3 separate regions of the Hordeum vulgare genome follow, and regions 2 and 3 are each linked to region 1. A link is a contact called in public Hi-C data. All regions are on one chromosome and are shown on one strand. Each heading gives the region's core, a stretch centred on a gene start, on an enhancer-like site or on the middle of the called end of the contact. The rest is flanking DNA. Distances are from core to core; before and after follow the strand shown. Region 1 holds the start of LOC123426916 (ATPase GET3B-like). Region 2 holds the start of LOC123426919 (cyclic pyranopterin monophosphate synthase, mitochondrial). Region 3 holds the start of LOC123426917 (amino acid transporter AVT1I-like).

Region 1 (4,799 bases), core at 1,320-3,819:
TACATGGCATGACGAGGCAGGCGGCAGCGGCAGAGGAGGAGAGTGCGTGTATCGGTCTTCTTCTCAATCTATTAGCAGGAGTGAGAGAGAGTCCCTTATATGTTGGTCTCAACTCCCCTCCACTCTCCATGTGGGACTAAACTTTGCACCTATGCCATGCAGTAAGTAGGCCTTTGAAATTTTCAAGGAATTATTTTCTTATATGAGCGAAAGCCCACAAACCAAAACAGTATTTCCCTGTCGCTGTTCCTTAATAATTACTACTTTGATCACCATTACATAAATATCTCAAGAAAAAAACATGCGCAAACACATACTCTATCAAGCGAAGTTCATGTAACCAGGATAAAGCTATAAGAAGCGGTTAGTGCTTGCGGCAAAGCTCACCTTATTGGCCATACCAAGGAGCTTTTCCATTAAAGTTGTAGCAGATAAAAGGTTAAGTGTATGCCCCTGTGCAGTATATAAGTATAATAACTCAATTAGAAGTGAAAGAAGCAGAAATAGAATAAACTTGGATTCAAGGCAAGGCAAAGTGAAGTGTGCATACAGTGGCCGGGGTATCCAAAACTATGCGCCTAAATTTATTGCTCTCTTGCAGTTCAACAATTTGTACCAGCTGCAAGGATACGCTTCAGGTGATGACTAAACTTTACAAAGAGTCTATGTAACGAATAATAAATTCACCACCAAAGTGTAAACTTTGATTGGTACCTTAGAAATTGCAACGGCTTCTCCAAGTCCAGGAGTTTTCATCAGCATTTCATGCAGCTTATTCTTTCCCAGCTTTAAAGGCCAGACATCATGGGTATAAGTAATGTTAACTAGTAGGATATTAATACAAAAGCATGCCTCTTCTCGAAGAAATAGCAAACAAAAAATAAGTTTATGGTACTCTGTCTGATCAGACAATGTTGAATAAAAAATGCATGTGAAATAGTCGGCCAACTGACCAGTGGTATGCAAATATGGTGTAGGTGTGCTACATAATAAGGTATATAAGCATATGAAACCAACTCGTGTCCAAAGTCCAAACTCAAGACACATCATTATCTAGGTGTGTTGCAAATCAAGAAAATGGCAGTGCAAGAACAAACATACATGTAGCCTATGGCATATACGATTTAAGCATCAATGTAGTTGCAAATAAAAAGGAACTTTACTGACAATGCCATTGTTCAACTGGAAATTGGAGATGGCCAATAAAAGGACTCAAAATGGCTAACAGAAATTACATGCAACTTTAGTCTGACATACTCAAATGTTCTCATTTCTCAATGAACTGTGACACTGGAAATCAACTAAAATGCAAGATGGGGAAGCAAAAAAATAAGATTTCCAAGGTAATGTTTACCGGATCAGCAAGAACTCCAAGCCCTATCTTGTCCAGTATATTACGGATAAAAGATCCACCATTAGAAGATTCCTCTTTTGTATTAACATGGCCAATCTGTAAAGAAACAAGTTCCATCCATCATCAAAGAACAAGCATGACCAGAATTGGATCCTCTACATGACTTCATGAAGTGTACAAGCATGGCAGAACACAGTTTCAACTACGAAATGGAAAACATCGACTTCTTACATTCACTACCTCCAGGATCATAAAAGGTTTTTGTTTTATGATTGGACACCTAATGGTGGATATGCGCACCGACCAGATAAAACTGAAGGATGGAACGGGATATTGCAAACCATTCCAGTGCAACTGCTCCTACCTCGGCAGCAAAAAGAGAGTCAACTCCATTGACAGGTACGATATTACCGCCACTCAGGTCCTACAAAGAGAAAATGCAAGACATTCAAAAGAGGGGCTAAAGAAATAATCCCACTAGCATTTTGCATAACAATACAAGAGTTCAGATACTTGTTCAAATGTATCACCCAGTGAGTGTGCTGGGTGCATAGAAACTATGAGCGTCGGTTCACCACGGTTGGCAAACTTCATAGCAAGCGATGCCGCCATGCTTGTTGTCCCAACACCACCTTTGCCTCCAAGCACGTAGTACCTCTGTGTGCCGGCAACCATCTCACCGAATCCGCCATTAACCTCCACCAGACTGGAATTGCATCTTGCTGTAAAAAAAATTCAGAAATAGCACTATTAGCGTGTCCCTTGTGCTTCAGAGCAGCAGTCTGGTTTTAAGCTATCAAATCTAGAATTCAGTAGAGAAGTCACAACCGATCATGGCTCAGAAATCAGTACGATACAGATTCCAGGCATTGTCCAAGCTCGCACAACACAACGCAACATTTATCCCACAAGGAGAAATTGATTGGCATGCAGACTCTAATATCCATAACATGACAGCAACCAAACAGACCAAGAACTACAACTAGCAGCGAGTAAATATTCATTCATTTGATTCTTGTTACATGAGAGGTGGGAGAGGCGAGGGGGAGAGGTTGGACAGGAGGGCAAACCTTGGGTGCTCCGGTGGGCCACGAGGGGCTCCACCGCCGGCGGCGTAGAGAGGCGGCGGCAGGCAGCGAGGGTGAGGCGCCGAGCCGTAGGGTTCAGGAGAGCTGCCATTTGGGCTATAGGGCTCTTGGGTTGGCCGGGCTGGGGAGGGGACCGGGACTGGGTTCAGGTCTTTACGAATTGGGAGTCTTTCTCTCAGAAAAAAAAGAACGAATTGGAAATCTAAAGAAAGCTTGCAGCTATGCAACTGCATGAAAAAATGATTGAAAGTTTGAAATTATTTTACAAAAAGTCAAGATGGCCGAGTTGGTCTAAGGCGCCAGTTTCAGGTACTGGTCCGAAAGGGCATGGGTTCAAATCCCATTCTTGACATTTTTTTTCTCTTATGTACGAATGGTAAAAAAAATTCATTGTAATAAGTGTTTTATTTATATCATAAAAATGATCAACGATGATATCTATATCACTCATTCCTACATGTTATATTATAGTTATGATTATTCAATTCTTGACATTTTTTTTCTCTTTGTGTCATAAAATATGTCGAATATGTACGGATGGTAAAAAGAAATCATTGTAATAAGTCTTTTATTTATATCATAAAGATGATCAACGATGATATCTATATCACTCATGCCTACATGTTATATTATAGTTATGATTATTCAATTCTTGTATGCATGTTGTATTCCATAGGTAATATTCCTTTTGTCTCATAATATAAGAATAATAAGTGATATCTATATCACTATAATATCAAAAACTTTTTATATTATGAGATGAAGGAAGTAGATGAATAGCACCCAAATAGTTGCATATGTGCAATTAAAGCTTCATTGACATTCTATATCTCTTTTATCCACTTTCCTTCTCTTTTCCCTCCTCTCTCTCTCTCAATCACTAAGGGACAATTCTTTTGGGCAGCTTTAAAAATAAGCTGCCTCTTCATGGCTTGAAAAAAATGCTTTCTTAATTTATTGAGTCTTCTAAATTAGTTATTTCATAATTAATTTAGAAGCCTTGATAAATGAGGCAAACGGCTTATGGAGAAAGTTGGGCAGGAGGTGGCTTATTTTGTTACGTCGTCGAAAGAATTGGCCTTAAGATTGGGAGTTGCTGAAAATTCATAGCTTATGTGCTATCCAAATTCCTTTCTTAATATGTTTTTTCTCTTAGTGTCATAAAATACGAGGAACACACAAAGATGATATATCTCCAACATAACCACCCAACGTTCCTTCGATATGTGCGGATAAAATTATAGTAGTGCATGGTCTGTTGCCGCTAACTAAGGTTTGGGTCAAGTTTTCATCTTGCATATGCATCTTCCATTAGAAAGTGCACTTCTACACCCGAGCTCAAATGAGCTCGGGCGAACAGTTAATTCAAAACATGTTTAAATTTTTTTTAAAAAATTCTGATTTTTTTATAGTAAACTTTGAAATGTGTTCTAATAGCTTGCAAAATTTCAGTACGAAATCACATTTTTTGAAGTCGTTGTCAAAAAAACAAAATTAGTGCTTCAAAATGCTTTTGAAAGTAGCATTTTCAGAGTTTTGATTTTTTTTTGCCACGACTTCCACAAATGCTATCTCATGATGTAATTTTACAAGCACTTAGAACATTTGTCAAAGTTTACCCAGAAAAATTCAGATTTTTTGAACATTTTTATAATAGTTTTGGAACTTACTGTTCACCTGAGCTCATTTGAGCTCGGTTGCAAAAACATCACGTCCTCTTTCACTTTGTTATTTGGTTTTCCTCTCTCTCTCTCTCTCCCTCCCTCCCTCCCTCTCTCTCTCACACACACACATGTAGGTATCTTCTAAGCCCCGTTGTTATTGTTGGTCTTCTTCTTGCTCACCATCCTTCTTATTTCTTTGTTGTTCTTATAGATCTTTCGAGCCTCGGTGTGTCACTTCTTTTTCACCACTTTTATCTTTTCTCCTATTTTTTCGGTGCAATGTCGGCATGCATCGGTCGGTATAGATTGAACGACAAAATTTGTCCTTCACAAATGTATGGTTCAAGTTGATGTTCTTCTCGATGGGGTCTTCTCATTGATGCGGGCCTGGTGGCGAAAAGGCTCAGCCTGAGGAGCTACGGTGTAGTGGGGATGGTCGTCTAAGAGTTTGTTTGTTCACTACACATGGGCATCCTCTTTTCGTTGGAAAGAAGAGTGGCTCGTGATGAAGACTTCTCTTTGTCCGTCATAAGGATGAAAACTTCTCTTCATGCGAAACCAGACCGATAAGAGGCTCTTTGTCCACGGTAGGAACAAAGAGCGACTCATCGTCTGCAAGAGGAACAACCAGGTGATAGAACTGAAAAAAATAAGGATATGGTTTCGAGATTTTGTAACCAAAAAATTAACAAT
Region 2 (4,799 bases), core at 1,558-4,057, 420 kb before region 1:
TGCAACAGTAAGCACATCGCCTTTGGCAATCTGGTTCGATGCCACCAAGTTAAATGCCTTCTGGCCTAGTAAGACCCTGCAGCTGGCTATAGCTACTCTCTCACTATCATGTTTTGGTGAGACATCAACCATCTTTGCTTGGCCACTGCAATCAACATGGGTAAGCACTGGTTGTGTCTCCCTGGCTGCAGGAGTGGGCCGGACAGGTTGCTGAGGAGGATTTGAGCCCAAAGGGCTGGATGCAGGAGATTCGCCAAATATTGATTCCATTTCCTGCAGTTAGAAAGTTCAAGATAATTATTAATGCAAAATTATCAATTCGTTTGAATGCACAATGACAAAATATGAGAACAGTACACACTACTCACGACCAAGTCAGATACCTATATCTAATTTGTGTAGATTATTCGTCTTTAAGAATTCTGCGTACTATAATTCAGAACCGAAGGAAACAGATTCAGTTGGTAAATTCCAAATCAGGAAAGCTTAGAAAGGAAAATGAAACATACTGGATGTTTATATAGACTACAATTGAGCAAACTCAAGCGTGCTACAACAGAGCATGATTGTCAAAGTACCATACCATTTTACAGCCAGGCATACAGGGAAAACTGGCTATCATGGTAATGTTGGACACCCAACCTGAAGATACCGTAAAATGGCACATACAAATACACAATAATTACGTAATATCATACGCAAAGCATCAAACGACAAATATGTCTAGTAGTCATGTCTAGTCTCAGTAAGATTACTACTCCCTCCGTCCGGAAATACTTGTCCTAAAAATGCATATAATGAATGTATCTACAATTAAAATAAGTCTAGATACATTCATCTCTAGGACAAGTATTTCCGGACGGAGGTAGTAGATAACAGTAAAGGAAGAGAATAGGTTACACATGATGAATTTTCAAAAGAGAGATTGCAGAAGCCTAACCTTATTGAGCTCCGCTATAGAGTCAGAAGGGATTCCAGTAGCAAAGCATCTCCAGCCTCTACTTTCTATTGTCGGGAGAATATAGCGAAAGATGGACATTTGTAAACAATTGCCGCACACTTTACACTTCTGCAAGGGATAAGTAAACAAAAAACTGATTTTTTTAGCACAGAGGTACTCTCTACCTGAAGTCTTGATAACAACTCCAAGGCTAGGTTGCCCAACTTCAGTGATAGGTATATATGGACACAGATACCACGACACGGCAATTTTTCAAAAAAACAGATACAGCGATACATTTGCATATATATAATAAATATTAAAACTATATAGATATTAATGATTTGATGTTGGGACGGGAACATGATTGTGTTCCGATCTCATGAGCCAACACACCACTCAAGCTAAAACCGCCTATGTCCATTTTGCTCATGGAATTGAACAGTCTTTGCAAATTTGGGGGCCCACTTCGAAAGCTTCTGAAATAGGGATTGGTCTGTAATTCCAATTTGTGTTTGGCTGCCAAAAGTTCATAATTTCCCCATGGGAAAATATCGCAGTACCAACTTACGTATGTCTATTCCTCAAACAATGATGTCTGGCTGCCCAAGAAGGAAAGAGTAGATTATTTCTCTATAGTGAGTAGCCTCATCGCATATGCACTAAAACTGATGCGATGCAAATTTGTCATTTTGTTCATATGGTAATTGCTAAAATGCCCCATCTCAATTGTTTAACTGGGTTCTTTCCTAGCAATGTACAACTCCTCATGGGAAAACTGAAATGCCCATGTTCTAATTCCCACCCCTTGTCGCTAACATGTGGAACTCATGAGCGCTTGGCTAGAGACAGAGAGAGATGCTCTCTCCTGTGCTAGCGAGCCTCAAGACAGCCAGCGTCCCTCCCAGATAGCCGGCACATCAGCCTCCTCCTTCTCTCATCTCTTCTCTTCTACTCCCTCCGTTCCAAAATATAAGACCTTGTAGAGATTCCACTAGGAGGCTACATACAAAGCAAAATGAGTGAATCTATACACTAAAATATGTCTATGTACATCCGTATGTAGTTTATAATGTAATCTCTAAAAAGTCTTATATTTAGGAACGGAGGGAGTAAAATAAATGGATCCATACCTAATACAGCTAACATAAAATGAATCCATAGCTATGTACTTCACACAAAATGGATCATTTGATCCAAGAACAACAATGTTATATAGCTTATGGAAATAAAATTGGAGCATTCATATTCCCCACCATCAGTGGCGGAGCTAGCATTTGACGACAGGGTGGTCCGCCCTAATCTTTTTTTATAAGCAATCTGATATGTGAACATTCTAAGTAATTACCAATAGCATATAAAAATAGATTAATATGGTCTTGCAAACACACTAAAATTCTCAATCAAAACTCAGTTTTGCATAAAATAGTTTAGATAGTACATACTTCAACAATTCTGTAAGAAAATCTATTTTCTATCAATAAAGCTAAATGAGGCAGAAATAATGTGCAAAATTACGTGTGTTCATATAGTGGATAAACTAGTGCAAAAAAGTAAACACTAAATAAGAAATTGGGGTTTTCGGTTGCTCATTTGCTGCGAGACCTGCTGGTGATTGAGTTAGCAGCGGCAGCAGCTTCCGACTTTGTAGGGGGGCGGAGGCAGGGCACCGGGCAGCTGGGGTCAGGCCGTCAGGGACGCACCCAAGGGGGGGGGGGGGTGCTCCGGCGCGCAGCTGGAGCCGAGGGCCGGGCGGGCGGGAAGGAAAGGCGGGCTGGGCTCCGGCCGGCGAGGCCGCGAGGTCGAGGAACGACGGCTGGTCGTCGGAAGGAGGAGGCTGTTCTGCTCGACGTGGATTGTGTTCGTCCTAGGTCAACCAGTTACGGGCCATATTTTTTTCTCTGGGCCAGAGATCCATAGGCATATAGTGGGATGATGCAAAATCCCAGGATGGGCCGGCCCACCATGACCACCCTGTAGCTCCGTCCCTGTTCACCATGGATACCTCTCGCAAAGACCATTATACAATTTCATGCAATAGAGAAGATAACTTAACGACTAACCCTAGCGACGGCTAGGGTTTAGGGTTTAATCTACTCCGACGGCGCTTCGTCGTTGTTGAGGTTCTATCTCCTGCAACACTAGCATAGATTCAGGCCTCTCCATCGGATCGGGGGCTTGGACTCTACGATCATGACTTCTTCATCGGTGACTAAAACCCCGGGGGGGCCTTCTTCGGGGGGTAGGAAGGGGAAAGCGCCGATCGATCTGGAGTCGGCAATGAAGAACATGAAACTTAAGGAATCAGAGTTGGATGCAGTAATGGTGGGGGATGATGAGATCGCCAAATTCACGGAAGATAGTCGCTGGTTAGCAGTAGCTAAGGTGAACACAAACAAAACTTTCAGTGCCGAATCTTTCAAAACGACGATGAAGTTTATCTGGCGGCTGGCTCAGGAACCTTTGATCCGAGAGGCGGATGATAACCTCTTCATTGTTCAACTCTTCTGTGTCGGTGACTGGAACAGGGTTATGCACCAAGGCCCTTGGATTTTCAGGGGTCTCATGGTGGTCATGGAGGAATACGACGGGAAGGGTAAGCCGCATACGGTGGCTCTTGATCGGACACATGCGTGGGCTCAAATCCATGATACCCCAGAGCTCTATCGCCGGGAAGGGGTACTCGACCAGCTAGCACGAAGAATTGGGCAGGTCAAGAGCGTAGAGTTGAACCCTGCTAGGGTTTTTGAAGGGAACTATGTTAGGGTACGAGCTAAGATAAAGGTTGGTGAACCTCTAGTTCGGTTCACCCCACTAAAGATCAGTGGGGAGGAGATTATGTTGGTGCCAGTAAAGTATGAGAAAATTGGTTTCTTCTGTGAGGTTTGTGGCATTATGGGACATAGCCTGGAAGAGTGTGGAGATGGTGTCCATGGCCCTGATGAGATTGAATATGGACAATGGATGGTAGCTAAGAGGAGATCAATACCCTCCTATCAGTATAGGCAAGCTAGCTACTCAAACCCTCCTCGGAACCGGGGTAGGGGAAGGAGATCGGCTGGGGACGCTAGAGCTACTCATACAGCCAGAAAACGTTCTTCACAGGAGGCTGATTTGAGCGACAATGATAACATGGAGGACACAGCTGAGAGTCCCATGAAATCTAGGACGGATGAACAAAAGGATGGAGGGGAAGCACAACCACCGATGGTAAATTCTGCAGCAAAGAAAAAACTCGACTTGTCGACCACAGCACCTGCAGACTCTGTAGCTGGAACGGGAGGGGATGTGATTTCCTGTGAGAAGGTCCCACCACCCCCACACGAGTATGTGGCGCCAAGGGACAGGAAGAAACATAGAGCGGGGATGTCTCCCCTGAAAAAGACAGACTCACAGAGCGAGTTGGCGGGCTCTTTCGAGGAGCGCTGCCGGGATCAATGAGTGTGCTTTGTTGGAACTGTCGAGGGGCTGGTAGACCTGAGATAGTTCGCGAGCTTCGCAACCTAGTGAGGCAGTATACTCCACTAGTGTTTTGTGTTGTGGAGACTCAGCTTCCTGGGGGCCGAGTTGAGAGCTTAGCAAGTTCACTAGATTTTGACTGTTCTTTTGCAATTAGTAGTTGTGGACGGAGTGGTGGAATTGGTATTTTCTGGAATAATACAATAAAGCTAGAGACTTTCGGTTACTCAAACTATCACATTGATACTCTGATCACAATACCAGGGGCTCCCCAATGGAGGCTGACAATGGTTTATGGTGAAGCTCGAGTTGAGGATAGAAGCATAACTTGGGATCTTATGCGATCCCTGACCTCTACAAGCACTTGTCCATGGTTATGCATCGGAGACTTCAATGAGGT
Region 3 (4,799 bases), core at 1,631-4,130, 320 kb before region 1:
CGCCATGACGGTGCTGGCGTATCAGCAGACGGTGGTGTCCAGCACGCAGTGCATCGGCGCCGGGCTAGCCGTCCTGGTCTGCGCCCTCTGCATCAAGGAAGGCTTCTTCTCCTTCTGATTTTTGTAGTCTTCTTCTTCTGCTGCTTCTGCTTCTGATGCCCGCCGCCCAGCTTTTTTCAGTTTCAGTTTTCGTTTCTTGCAGCTTAATTCGTCTCCACCACTCGTGCTTTCATACATGTAGCTCCTTCCCGTAGGACCGTGCTTGTTGCAGATCAAAGTGGTTGTATCTTGTACTGTGTAATTTCCTCCTTTTTTTAATACATATATACAAGTTATTTGTCTGTCTTGGTGAATTGTGGCTTCAACCTACTCTGCTGCGCTTATATTTCGTTGATTTGTTCCTATTTGCAGTGTTGTTGTTGTTGTCGCTGCTGATTACACATCCCATTTAGGAGTAGATTGCGGTTTTTGCCTTTCTTGGATGCATACAACCAGTCAAATCGCCTAACCTCCAACGAAGAACCACTTCACCTAAACTGGTTGACTTTTAATGCCGTACTCCATTGCTTTACTACTTCCTGTATAAGAGGAGACGATTTAACCCCACTAGAATGTACCTGAAAGCATCAGGAAATGAAAGCCGCAGAACCACAATAAAATGATCCAGTGCATTTGATTTTTCACAGTGGAATGCCGATCAAGTGCTGTCCTACAATATAAGCATGTACTTAGTTACCTGCTTTACTAGAAACAGAAATACTCATCTGAAACATACATACATTTGAGCGTAAAACTATCTGTTCTGCACTATCCCTGCCTCACCTACAACCAATCATGACTGGACAACGCTAAGTAGACGTAGCTGCTGTTCACTTTAGATGCGCTTTTGGAAATTTTGCATTGCTACAGAACACCAACCAGACGGACAGGGATGTTACCATGGTCTGAACTCGTGGAACACTCGGGTTCAGAACTCGTGAATGATCTTCTGCAGAGAAGAGTAAGTCCCACTTGCAGCAACCAAGGAGCCGAGAATGATGATCATGACGATCAGCGCGACCTCAGCCCTGCTACACCTCGCCGTGCCGAAGATTTTGAGGTAGCAGATGCACGGGAGCAACATGGACGCCATGACGCTGAGGAGCGAGCCGACGAGCGCCATGAGGTGGCCGAAGAAGGGGACGGTGAGGGCCACGATGACCGTGCTGAGGACGATGAATGTCCTGATCAGCATATTGAGGGACCTCTTGTTGCCGGCAAGCAGCTTCTCTTCGATCGCTGTCGCCACCGGGGTCACCATCAGAGCGTACTTTGAAAATGGGTTGATCAGCGCCGTGTAGATTGCTAGCTTGGAGCTGAGCTTGCCCTCCGGGAGGTTCAGGGTCACCTGAGACTCAACGTCGTCGCCGTACATGAGGTAGCCCAATATGGCCATGGATCCGTAGTTGAGGGTGCATGCGACGAAGCATATGACCAGTACCTGTCAATGCACTCCAACACAGAGACATGCCAAATCATCAGCCAGGGGAAGTGAGACATTTTTTCTGCATACAACCCTGTTCGGTCACTGTCACAAGTTTGTTTGTTCCACTTTTCGACGGTATCAATTTTTTTTTTCGTTTCAAAACTAATACTTACTGTACTTTTTGTTTTTAGCATCAGATTTATTGCACATTAGAAGTTTAGAACGTGAAGGTAAATGGAGTAGTACAATAATGAACATGCATGTCTTGGCTGGCATTAAAATGATAGGCCACTCATTGATTAGTGATTACCTTTGAGAACTTGTCCTTTTCCTTCATGGAATTGCACAATGTCGGGAATATGGCATGGCCGCAGTAGCAGAAAGTGTAGAGGCCGAGCGCAGTAGGTAGGCCGCTGACGTTGAGCATGGTCCCTTTCCCCTGAAACCCGACTCCGTCGACCACCGCGGCCCAGAGCACGCAGAAGACCAGCACGACGGACGCGAGCACGCCGCTGGCCGACACGTAGGCGAGCACGCCCAGGTTCCTCAGCCAGGTGGTGGGCAGGATGACGATGGAGACGAGCACGATGAAGAGGTGCTTGCCGGAGAGCACGAGCACGCCGCCGAGGCTGAGGCTGGTGCCCGGGAACAGCTTGTCCAGGTTGTCCCCCTCCAGTATCAAGAACCCGATGGCGACGAGGTAGAGCTCGGCGTACATGAAGGCCGAGACGGCGAAGCGGCCCTTGGCCCCGAAGGCTAGCGCGCCGATGTCCGGGTAGCCGCGCACGTCCGGCGACGCGCCCATGCACGTCTGCAGGAGCTGGCCGGTGTAGCAGCAGACCATGGCGACGAGGAGGAGCAGCACCAGGCTGAGCCACCCGCCCTCCGCCAGCGCGTACGGGATGGACAGCAGCCCCACGCCTGAAAAACCCAAACCCAAATCCATCGGGTTGGCTGACACTGTCAAGAAAAGGGCCGGACCGTACTGCAGAGACCACAGATCGTGGCAGGCGAGGCAACCAAAGAAAGATTCGAGTTCCGGGCTCACCGGAGAGGGCGTTGAGGCCATTGAAGCATGTGCGCAGGGACGTCGCGCCGCCGGCATCCGGCGAGCACTGCGCCTCGTGGTCGTGCGCCGCCGCGGGGTCCTTGCCGGCCTGCAGGCCGCCGTGCGCGTGGAGGAGTGGCTGCTCGAAGCCCGGTAGCTCGCCAGACGAGTCGTGCGGCGCCGCTCCGCCAATGGCCATCTTATCCTACTACCTCTAGGCGGCGCCTCCTCCGAAGTCCGAGCCTCGCTCCGGCCGCTGCAGCTGGGGCACGCACGCGAACGCGATGGATGGAACAGAGGCACAGAGCAGAGCACAGGAGCATGTGGCGCTGCGGCTGCGGCCTGGTCCGCAGGTGTATAAAAGGGAACCCTACCTCGGCTTCTTCCTCCGTGCGGCGCGGACGAGGAGTCACGGGGACTCTTGTTTGTGCGCGCGCGGCCCATGCAGTTGGGAAATCGGAGAGCAAAACTGCACGGAATCTGCGGCGTTGGATCTGCCATGTGGCATGCTTTACCCTTCGGGGATTGGAGATTTGGAGTATAGAGTTTCCTTTACCCTTTTCTTTCTTTCCTAGGATCCCCGAAGGATGCCGTTTGTACGATGTCACGTCTCGTCTTATGAGTTGGATCCGAGGAAACCTCAATGGGTAACGTAGTCTTGGCTGCTCCCGACCGTTTACGTACCTAGGTACACTACGCATATTTCGTTTGGCTTTTTCTTACATCCTGATAAATGTCATACGATGTGGTAGAAAGCAAGTCAATCCATACTTTTTTTGTATGCATAATTTGTTAAGGCTGCTGTGATTTAGTCCCACCCCACCCATGAAAGGAGGTCATGACCAGCTTATAAGGGAGAGTTTCTTCCTCCCTTCAATTCAGACTTTTTGAATGGCGCAAGCTTTCCACTGAATGTTGATCCCTGTGCGCATACACATTTAGTTCAGAATTTTGGGATGGATAGGGCTCTTCATTGAAACATAGTTGTTTGAGGATGACAACTTCAGTTATGATATTCAACAATTTTCTATTTGGATGATAAGTTTTTTTTTTTGGATGCCAATTTTATTTGTAAAAATATCAGGACGATGTTATTTTACATCACACGTACGATACTGTTGAGGCATAGTTTATGCCTAAGTAATTTTGGTAATTGATGACAGTACCGTACAGGACTAATCGTGTGTGTCAAGATTTCAGGCAACACTCGTCAACGGCACAAGACGACACGACTCCTCTCTTCTGAAACGGAAGCACGGCGCCCTCCTAGATTCTCTTTATTTGAGTCATAGGAAAGCCGTACTATTAAGAGGGGATTCGTAGTGGAAAGGTTTGGGTGGAATCTATCTTTGCACACGCACACCTCTCTTTCTCCCTTTCCTTTATCTTTGGAGCGGCCCTCGCCGGTTTGTTCTTAGCTTCTCTGCAAAATGGTCCCCAGCGGTAGTACCGCTGGTCCCAGCGGTAGTACCGCTGGACTGCCAGCGGTAGTACCGCTGCAGCCAGCGGTAGTACCGCTGGCTGGCGGTAGTACCGCCCTTGGTCAGCGGTAGTACCGCTGGCTAGGCGGTAGTACCGCCCCTGGTCAGCGGTAGTACCGCTGGCTAGCGGTAGTACCGCCCCAGGTTAACGGTAGTACCGCTCCAGGTGCCCTGTTCCACCTACCTAGCGGTAGTTCGTGGACGGACCCTTTTGCGAAGACTTTCTCGGCGGTGGTAGTGCTTTTGCACTACCAAGGGCCAGCGGTAGTACCGCTGGAAGCCCCAGCGGTAGTACCGCTGCTCCCAGCGGTAGTACCGCCAGGCAGCGGTAGTACCGCTCCTTCCTAGCGGTAGTACCGCTGGATCTCGGGCAGAGAGTGGGAAAACGGTCTGAATTTTCCCCCCACTATATAAAGTGTTCTTCTAGCTGAGGAACCTTATCTATTACCTCTCTAAGCTCCATTGTTGCTCCACAAGCTTAAAAGTGCCCGATCTCTCTCCCTAGCCAATCAAACTTGTTGATTCTTTAGGGATTGGTTGAGAAGGCCTAGATCCACACTTCCACCAAGAGAAAAGTTGATTCCCCCACCTATCCCTTGCGGATCTTGTTACTCTTGGGTGTTTGAGCATCCTAGACGGTTGAGGTCACCTCGAAGCCATATTCCATTGTGGTGAAGCTTCGTGGTCTTGTTGGGAGCCTCCAAGCTTTGTGTGGAGTTGCCCCAACCTTGTTTGTAAAGGTTCGGTCGCCGCCTTCAAGGGCACCTATAGTGGAATCACGGTACCTTACATCATGCGAGGGCGT

Evidence for each region. A called contact is a pair of places that touch in the nucleus more often than the background predicts.
Region 2: a contact with region 1 is called in a Hi-C map of seedling, with 4 times the contacts expected there. The contact joins the promoter of LOC123426919 here to the promoter of LOC123426916 in region 1. A contact is called at or near these places in 4 of 6 Hi-C or Micro-C datasets (leaf and seedling).
Region 3: a Hi-C map of seedling shows a contact between it and region 1, with 3 times the contacts expected there. The contact joins the promoter of LOC123426917 here to the promoter of LOC123426916 in region 1. A contact is called at or near these places in 2 of 6 Hi-C or Micro-C datasets (leaf and seedling).

What each region holds. Positions count from the first base shown.
Region 1 is chr2H:511,500,665-511,505,463 of MorexV3_pseudomolecules_assembly, reverse strand. It overlaps LOC123426916 (ATPase GET3B-like), which reads right to left and starts at 2,569. Exons shown (of 11, transcript XM_045110825.1): 1 at 2,425-2,569; 2 at 1,868-2,076; 3 at 1,719-1,778; 4 at 1,355-1,450; 5 at 715-786; 6 at 551-619; 7 at 388-453. The coding sequence starts at 2,533. TRNAL-CAG (a tRNA gene) reads left to right here and starts at 2,714; the gene lies at 2,714-2,794.
Region 2 is chr2H:511,921,496-511,926,294 of MorexV3_pseudomolecules_assembly, reverse strand. It overlaps LOC123426919 (cyclic pyranopterin monophosphate synthase, mitochondrial), which reads right to left and starts at 2,807. Exons shown (of 3, transcript XM_045110828.1): 1 at 2,546-2,807; 2 at 941-1,069; 3 at 1-273. The coding sequence starts at 1,039.
Region 3 is chr2H:511,821,856-511,826,654 of MorexV3_pseudomolecules_assembly, reverse strand. LOC123426917 (amino acid transporter AVT1I-like) reads right to left here and starts at 2,880. Exons shown (of 3, transcript XM_045110826.1): 1 at 2,514-2,880; 2 at 1,776-2,386; 3 at 651-1,480. The coding sequence starts at 2,712. The coding sequence ends at 968. LOC123426918 reads left to right here. Exons shown (of 1, transcript XM_045110827.1): 1 at 1-353. The coding sequence ends at 118.